2 separate regions of the Mus musculus genome follow, and region 2 is linked to region 1. A link is a contact called in public Hi-C data. All regions are on one chromosome and are shown on one strand. The core of a region is the stretch at or near the end of the contact, and the rest is flanking DNA. Distances in the headings are between cores, read along the strand shown.

Region 1 (4,228 bases), core at 721-3,220:
CCTGCTCATCTGAGATCTTCCAGACTACAGAGTCTCAGTTACAAAACCACCAGCCCTAGGCAGAGTTTTAAACAGGGGCTTCAACAGGTCACTGGCTCAAGTGCACGCCCTGAGCGGGGAGTAGAACCAGCATCGTCTCTTCTAGATTAGTTCTCCAAAGTATTTGGGGCTGTTATTCCTAGATGCATAGTTTCCCGGCAATTCCATGACTTAGGTAATGCTCATTTGTTCATTTTTCTGCTTAAATCACTACCTTGGAATCCCCCAAGAAAGCAAGAGAGCCCTTTGCCAGGAGGTGCTTCTCCTGGCTCCCTCCATTACACATCACTAGCTTCAGGTTTGGAGTTCCCCATATAAGTACATGTGGTATTCACCTGTGTTGTACCCCTAAACACCAGGAAGGCTGAGAAAGGTCATAGCATCCCTCTGAGATAGGGCATGGTGAGTGATGAAATAGAATTTTCCTGGAAAAGTCCTGGATGATTGAAAAAAATTTAAAAACAAACAAACACACAAACAAACAAAAAAGGTAATGCCACAATGACGTAGGGACACAGGAAGGGACACAGGAAGCACAGCAAGTGCACGCACAGAGCTGGAATGAGTGCTTCAGGAGCAGAGGGAGGTGGAAACAGGGGCCAGAGACCAAAGCCTGACTCCTTAGTCAGGAAGAGCTCTCCAAGGCAAGCCCCACTATTCCCATTACATAAACTAGCCAGCACACTTGAGTACTTGAGTACACAGTGAGTAGTAGAAGCCCAGCCTAGAAACCTTGTTATAATTTGTGCAGAGGGCAGGAAGAGAGAGGAAGGAAGGAGAGGTCGGGGGGAGGGGAAGGGGGAGGGGAGGGGGAGAGGGAGAGGGAGAGCAGCATCTTTCTGATCTTCTTGAATGCCCCCGGATATTTACTATCCCATGGCCTCCAGATGAGCCTAGATCAGCCCTTCCTTGAGTCCACTTGTCCAGTCTTCCTATCAATGCTGAGAACTCAGGACAGATTTCCCTTCTGCTTGGAGGAGTCACACATGGTGGCTCAGAATCAAAGAGTCTTCGTTGCTTTTAAGAGTGGCAGACAGAAGTATCCTTGCAAACTAACCTTCCTCCAGCATTTATGAAGAAAGAATGGGCCGTTGTGGGTAGACGGTGCCTTCCTTGCCTACTGCGAGACAGCTAACTGGATGTCACCTCTCTGGACCTTTGTGATTTGTCAACAGCTTTGGCTGGACTGGATTATACCAGGTGTCCAGTGCCGTGCGGCAAATTCTTAAGTTCTTGTCTTTGCAATGTTTAGTGAATTCTCTCTTATAAATATTCTCATCACGACTTTCAAGCTACCTAACGGCTGACAACCAATCAGCAAAATTCCTAAAGACTTTGCCTGTGTCATCAGGTACAAGCCAGATATGTCATTGTTTAGTCCCTTCTATGGCTGCCTCCCCTGTCTAAAGTGACAAATTGAATATTAATTGAATATTAAGTTTGGGGCTCCAGTTGGGGTTAGGGAGGATATAAGGCAAATGCCCTCCACAACCTGCTGTGGGGATGGCTCCCAGAGATCTCTACGATGAACACGACTTCAATGGTTCACCTGAGTCCCATGCTTTGAGACAACTGGTGTGAGGAGAGAGAATATGAAGCTGGAGTGGGGGAGAAAAAAAAAGAGGTGAGGAGAGAGAGGAGGACTGCGGAGCCAACTGTAACAGGAGCACAGACAGGGCTGGATGTGTTGCAGAAGGAGGGGGGAGGGAGGGAGGGAGGGAGGGAGGGAGGGAGGGAGGGAGGGAGGGAGGGAGGGAGGGAGGGAAGAAGAGACATTCTCATCTAGATGTCAGGCATGGAGCATTTTGCAAGGGCCATGTATGTACCAGAAGACTTTTAATACGATGTGCTGGTGCTGGTGCTGATGCTGGTAGTAATAAGGATGGTGGTGGTGATGGAGGGCAGTGGGCTGTGTTAATCAGTCTTACAGGGCTGGTAGGAAGCAGAGCCATCTGCTGCATATTCTGTACATTACAGAATCTATTTTGCTTCCACTGGCTCTGCTCAGCCAAATTTATATCTGTTTCTGGCTGCAAAATCTGCCTTGTGGTGTTGGACTAAGCCCTGAGCTCGAAGCAGGAAGAGTCCCATGCCAGGGATGTGATCTGTGCTTCCTGAGCCTAGGGCAAGGCTGGATTTGTGAGCCTTCCTAGAATTTGAGCCCTTGCTCCTGAGGGTAGGAACTCAGATGTGTTCCAAACAAATGATTGGAAGTGCTGAAGGAAGTGTGCTCACAGGGCCAACACCTCTGTCTCCTCCCACAGGAGGACACAGATTCAGCCCCAACCTCTCTGCCTTTTCACATCCTTGTTCCCGTCTGTCCATTGCTTCTCAGGCGAAGGACATGATCATATTCATCTCTTCAAGCCACTCAATGGGAGTTGGTACGGTGAATAAATGAACAGTTCAGGCAATGTGGGGAGCCAGCACCTTTAGGCCTAGCCTGGCTGATGAGCTGTAGGGAGAAACTAAAGATGTCCAAACAGCCCGAAATTCATATTTCTAGAAAAGAAAAATAATCTGTTTAAAGTTAAATAATAACTTAATAGGTTTTTTTTAAATCCTCACTAATGCTCTTTATGTTCTTCACCATTCCTCAAAACAAGTCAAACAGACCAAACAAAACAGCTTTCTAGAGAGCCAGAAAGGGGAAGGCAGATGATACTCTCAGAGGCTCTCAGGACAGTGGGACATCTGCCATCTCTTCCTAGTGGTCATCCTTGTTTCTCCCGCAACCATTCCAAGGTGCATGGGCAAAATTTGATTTTCCTGCACCAGAATGTAGAATGCAGACACCTCTCCAACTGTCGAGATCCCAAAGAGTTGAATGCATCTGTCTCAGCTTGCCTGCATTTAAAATCCCTCATTAGAAAGCTTTCCTTCCAGTCAGCTGCCCCAGACAGCACTCGGGGCTTCAGCCCTACCTGCCTGTCTTGCCTCCCCACAGCTCAGCTCAGACAGATGAAATGGTGGATGAAACCTTTCAGTCCACGGGGCAGGGACCTTGTCTTTGTGTCTCATAAAATGTCATGTACACCTGCGGCGCTTTGTAAATAATAAATGGTCATAATAAAGAAGCTGCCTCTTTGGGGTCAGAGCTACATGTTTGCAGAAAAACAGACCCCACTTCATTCCAACCAGGCCTGTCTTGGTCTGACACAGCTGTCACCAAACCCTGCAGATGAAGTCTCTGCACAGAGACTTCTAAAGATCCATGGGAACTGAAAACTTCGAGTTCCAAACAGAACAAAAGGCACAATGCCAGGATTTCTTGGCCCAAGGAAGTCAGGGAATAGCCTGCTGACATACTATGTACTTGAAAAATCAATGCACCGTGGAAAAGCAAGATGTCATTATTATTGCTTGAGACTGTATTGCTCTGTTTAATCTGGTCTTCCAAATAACAGTGTGGGCATTTTTATCCAAGCACATAATAATAACTTACTATTGCCTGAGAGATGGGGCGGTAATAACAGGTATTATTACTCTGGCGATGACTTGCCAATTAGAAGAGAGTCCTTGTTCCAAATGGGTGAACAAGTTGACACAGATAAAAGGGGTTTTATTAGTGAAACTAAGGAGAGGCAAGGACACAATTATCACATTGTCACTCGCTCTGATGACCCTGTGGCACAGAGGCTGGGAACAGGTAGCGTGAAACTGTGGGACATCCTGCTGATCTTGGACCACAGTTCAACTCTGAAATGATGATGCTAAACTCTCTTTCATCATTCCCTCCTGTAAGGTACTATCAGGGTGAGAGACCCTCTGTGGTGTTGGCCTAAGCCTGCAGGTATTTCCAGAAACAAAAGCGGCAACCTTGCATCTCAGCCTTGCCAGCCAGAGGGTTCTCCCATTGGTTCTCCTGACCAACACCATGAAAATGACTCCTGGTGTCAGGTTTTACAGTGAGAACCTTTGAGCTCGGGGTCTGAGGCCCAGGGGTGCATCCAGGATTCAGACTATAAGACTAGTGTTATGGCACCTGATTAACCACAGCCACCTTCAACCTGTACTGCCATTCGCAAACGACCCGGTGGTTCACATCACTTGCTCAGTTGGAGAGACTCAAGATTGACACCTCTGGTCAAGAGGGGATACTTCTCTGCCATCTAAACTAACAGAAAGGACAGGTGGCACAGATAATGCCATGCACAGACACCTGGGAGTCATTTAGCCTCAGCCTGGG
Region 2 (4,228 bases), core at 1,289-3,788, 56 kb before region 1:
CAAGGCTCCAGAGCCAACTAAGCCATTTTCTTGTGGTGTGATCCAGCTCTCTATCTACCTGCATCTCTTGTCCTACCTTGGATTTCTTGGGGATTGTGACAGATGCAGTCACCATGTTAAGGCTCCCCTGAGCCAGGCTGAGTGTACAACTCAAACACACTCTTAGGGTATCTGGTAGCCTGCCTCGTTCTCCTCAGCCCAGCCATTCAGATTAAAGGAATCTTTCTGGAGTCAAACTCACAATGCACACCCCCCCCCCAAACTACAACACTTTTTGCCCTGGGCAGGTAGTAGGGCAGAACTCCAAAGATGTGTGCTGGCCTTCCATATTCTGAGCAGTCAGACCCAGGGGGAAGACTCCATTGGAGATGGAGCATTGAGGGAAAGATGGAAGGAAGCTAAGGAGTGGGGGAAGGTAGGAAGTGACTGTTTGACGTGAGGGAATTGCTGTCTCGGAAGCATGGTGATGTAGAAGGAGATACAACAGAGGACCAGTGTCTAATGTCAGTCTCATCTGTTCTGAGACTCCCAAAGAGGCAGAGCCAACTTTTATCACTGTGCCATTCTCAAAAGTTTTTTATGTCTAATCTTGGTCTCTTCTACTGCAGTCGTCAATTCATTGATTAAACAGAGAGAGAGAGAGAGAGAAAGAGAGAGAGAGAGAGAGAGAGAGAGAGAGAGAGAGAGATCCCTAATGACTCATACAGAAGTGAGGTGGGCTCCACTCACAGAAGGCTGGATACAGCCTCCCTCCCTGAGCATACACACAGCCTCCCCTGACCTCTCTACCTTCCCTCTCACAGGATCTATCCCTAACCTGGAATCTTCCTCTATCTTTGACCTTTAACCTCAAATGGAAAAGGCGCTCTGGAATCTGAGGCCACTGGGAGCTCGCCCGACCTGCACCTGCTCCTGGGTACCTCTCCCCTGGTCCCTGATTACCTGTCCCTGGAGAGATGCGTGAGGACCACATTTCTGCCTTTAGCAGCCCCCTCCTGTCTTTCCCTCACTAGCCATATGGAACCACGAAGCGACTCCCACTTAAGCCTAGGCCCGGAGCCACTAGGGTCTTGGTCAGGGTCTTGATCGGGGTCTCAGTCGCGGACAAGGTACGGTGAGTCTGCAGAGCCCCAAGGAACTCCAGCGCTTGGGTCTCTGCAGGATCTCCCCACCCCCACGCCGCATTCGCTCCGGGCCGCAGGCTGCCCCCGGGCCCTTCCCTCCGAGGGGACACGACCCATACTTCCTCTGTCCTGTACCCTCCTAATTGCGGGACAAAGGATCCCGCTGCAGCAGGAGAGCTTGGCGGCAAAGACTGGTGCAGCAGGTACATACCCGGGCCGGTCGGCTGTCACGCCGCGGACACTCCCGCGGCTCCCGCCGCCAGGGCGCGACACGCCACCCCTCTTGTCGCGACTCCCGCGAGACGTCGCGGCTGCACGCAGGACCGGGTCCCCGAGGGGCTCGGGCTCAGGACTCACCCGGGCTCAGGAGCTGGACTCGGCTCGGGCTGCCGCCTAGACTTGGCGGCTGCCGGGGTTGCGTCCGGCGCAGGGTCCGCGGGGCCGGGGCAGGAGGTTCCCGCCTGGCAAAGTCGGTGAGAGGCACCGGCTCAGTTGAACACCCGCCCGGAGTCCGAGTGAGTCAGAGAGAGACCGAGGAAGCGAGTTATAGGGGTGCCGGGTGGGGGTGGGGGTACGCCACGACACTCTCCCCACCCCGCCCCCCGTCCCCCCTCCCCCCCGGCGAGACGCAGACAGCCACTCGCTGCTGAGAAACCTGGACACAAAGACCGCGTGCCAGCTGCAGGCGCAAGTTTTTCCCAAGCCCAGTGGCACCGCCAGCCTTTACCCAGTCACTAATGAGCCCTGGATCCTAGATCCTGAACCCTGGACAGCCCCCCACCCCCTGAAACACAGCTTTCCTCCGTGCCCAGGACGTCTCCATTCCCCTCACCCTGGCCAATCGCTCCTGGGATGAGCCCAAGACACAAGGGAAACTGAGGCCCCAAGGATGCCGCATCTCCGGGCTCTCATAATTAGTGACCTGGAAGGAGAAGGGTTCTCTCCTCTCAGGTCCTCTTCGAATCTCTCCCTGCGGGCGGTGAGCCAGGGAACTGACCCAGACTGGGACTCCGAGCTAGACTTCTGAGGTTCTGGGGCCCTTGGGCTGGTACCTTGGGCAGGGGAGGCCACTGAGAAGAGAAATCCAGGAGTGGAGAGGGACCTGGGTCTCCCAGTACCTGAGTCTGCCGCGCTTGGACTCTGCTCCGGGGACTGCAGCTCGAAGCTCCGACAAGTCTCAACGTCCAGCCCGAGAGGGGGCGGCCGGGCCCGGCACAGAGAAGCCAGGACCGCGAGCGCCGCCTGGCACCGAGGCCCTCCGGCCCCCCAAACCCCGCTCATGCCCCGGACACTCAGGCCAGCGGAGTAGTGGCTCGAACTCCAGCCGCGGCCGGACTGGGGCGGGGTAAGAAGGCCCCAAGAAGACCCTCCCCGCAGCGGCCCCCTGAGGCTCCGCTCTGCTTTTAATCACTTCCCCGCAGGGTCCCCGCCCCTCACGTGGCATCCCGCGGCAGCTGGCAAGTCTGGCGCCTCACGGCCGCCCCCTCCACACTCAGGGACTTGCCTGAGTCCGGGCAGGTTCCAACCCCGCTGTCCCACATCATGCAGGATCAAGGCCAACTGAGTCCTCACTGCGGATATGACCTTGGGCCTTTCTGGGACTCAGTTTTCCATTTCGTAAACGAGGTGTAATAATTACTGGTGCTCTATGAGCTCCCTGGGAATATATAGGTAGTGCTTGTGAAAACGTTGGGGAAACTGCCACATGCCAAACAAGTGGGCATCGCAATAACACAACATAAAAAGGAGTGGTCTGACTGTATGGCGGGAGGACCCTGCAAAGAGAGTTAACAGGAGAAGTTAGCCAGACTTTCCGGGTCTGGGCTTCGGAGATATAAGACCCCAAGACGGCAGAGCGAGGGGAACTGTAAAGAAGACTTTCAGAGCCCCGCAATCTTGCGGTCCGAGGCACCCGCACGTTGCTATGGCGACTGGAGGCAGCGGCCGTCTCTCTCCATGGCAACAGGAGGAGAAAGTTTCTGAATAGGAGTGGGGAGCATTTCAGAAAGGGGTTCGGTTCCCACCAGACCCACCTCCACGCATCAGACCAAACCCACCATAAATAATATATTTTTGTATGAAGCATATATAACAAGGACCAAAAAGACGGAAATCTAAATAGGAGGCTAGACTGTAAAAGGAGCTCCCCTCAGGAACTGTGAAGTGAGACTCAGAAGCAGGGTGGCTGTTAGTTTCGGGATGCTTTCACCCAGGCCTGGAAATCTAGGAGCCATTGCTAACAGACAGGAGAGCGACTCCCTTAAGGCCCTATCACAGTAGACTCCCACCCTTCACCTATCATCATTGTGTTGCCTTTCCGAAGTAGGATCTGGGAAAGAAACTTTAGCTGGAGCCCCTGCACCTGCAGCTACGGGGCTGGTGTGTGCAAGTGAGAGTGGTCAGGGAGGAGGGTCCTTCCTCCGAATACACGTTAATTGGAGGTGGCTTGGGCTGCGACTCAGGTTCCAGAGAGAGGAGATTTGGAGCGGTAGCTCCAGACGATCACCACCATGCACCATCTGTACCAGCCGCATCAACTGGCCCTTATAGTTGCAAACACGAGACAGACAGTGCCCAGGGTAGCAAGAGAAAGGCCTCAACCTAAGAGACCTCTTCTCTCAGCCTGGAGGTTCTCCTAACAGGCGCAGTGTCCCTGTCCGCGGTGCTGAAGATTCGGTTGGTATAATCAGCTTGTGCGCGCTGTGTTAGGGAAGAGTGGGGAGGGGCTATTATAGCGGGTTCGCAGCTTCCACCCGGGTCCCTAGAGCCTGCCATAGAGAAGTGTGGGAACTTGAGCGGAAGGGACTGAGGACGGCTTGATCCATGGTTCAATCCAGACCACCTTCCAGGCAGTGGTGCTGGATTGCTGTTCCAACAACAGGTAAGCTTCTGCCTCTCCACTTGCCTTCCACCCACCTGAGGAACCCAGACGCCCGATATCCTCCCCTCCATCACCAATGTAGATTTCAGCCCCGAGGAGAGTTCGGAGTTCCGAGGCCCCAGGCAACACTCTCATTAGCAGCTTCCCAAGCGGGGGTTTTGTGTTTATGTAAAACACAAATGGAGAGCTGCTCTCTGCTGGTGTTTATGGCAACTCTCACTCC

What was found. Hi-C and Micro-C count contacts between places; a contact is called where the count stands out from the background.
Region 2: a Hi-C map of cerebellum shows a contact between it and region 1, with 1.6 times the contacts expected there. The contact joins the promoter of Syt6 here to the enhancer-like site in region 1. A contact is called at or near these places in 8 of 484 Hi-C or Micro-C datasets (the N1E-115 cell line, brain, cerebellum and 4 more), 5 of 115 datasets of contacts at active chromatin or transcription factors (T-cell acute lymphoblastic leukemia, embryonic stem cells and forebrain) and 2 of 9 other capture datasets (embryonic stem cells and pancreatic islet).

Annotation. Positions count from the first base shown.
Region 1 is chr3:103,516,648-103,520,875 of GRCm38.p6, reverse strand. All of the region lies in intron 1 of Gm34049 (a long non-coding RNA gene), which reads right to left. Among named protein-coding and RNA genes, the nearest start is that of Gm34049, 17 kb to the right of the region's middle. Within about 2 kb of position 1,970, at least 7 of the 459 cell types and tissues checked have an H3K27ac peak or open chromatin away from gene starts, as enhancers often do. A contact at or near this core is called in brain, cerebellum and cortical neurons, where this site is marked.
Region 2 is chr3:103,573,555-103,577,782 of GRCm38.p6, reverse strand. Syt6 (synaptotagmin VI) reads right to left here and starts at 2,538. Exons shown (of 8, transcript NM_018800.5): 1 at 2,243-2,538. The coding sequence starts at 2,405.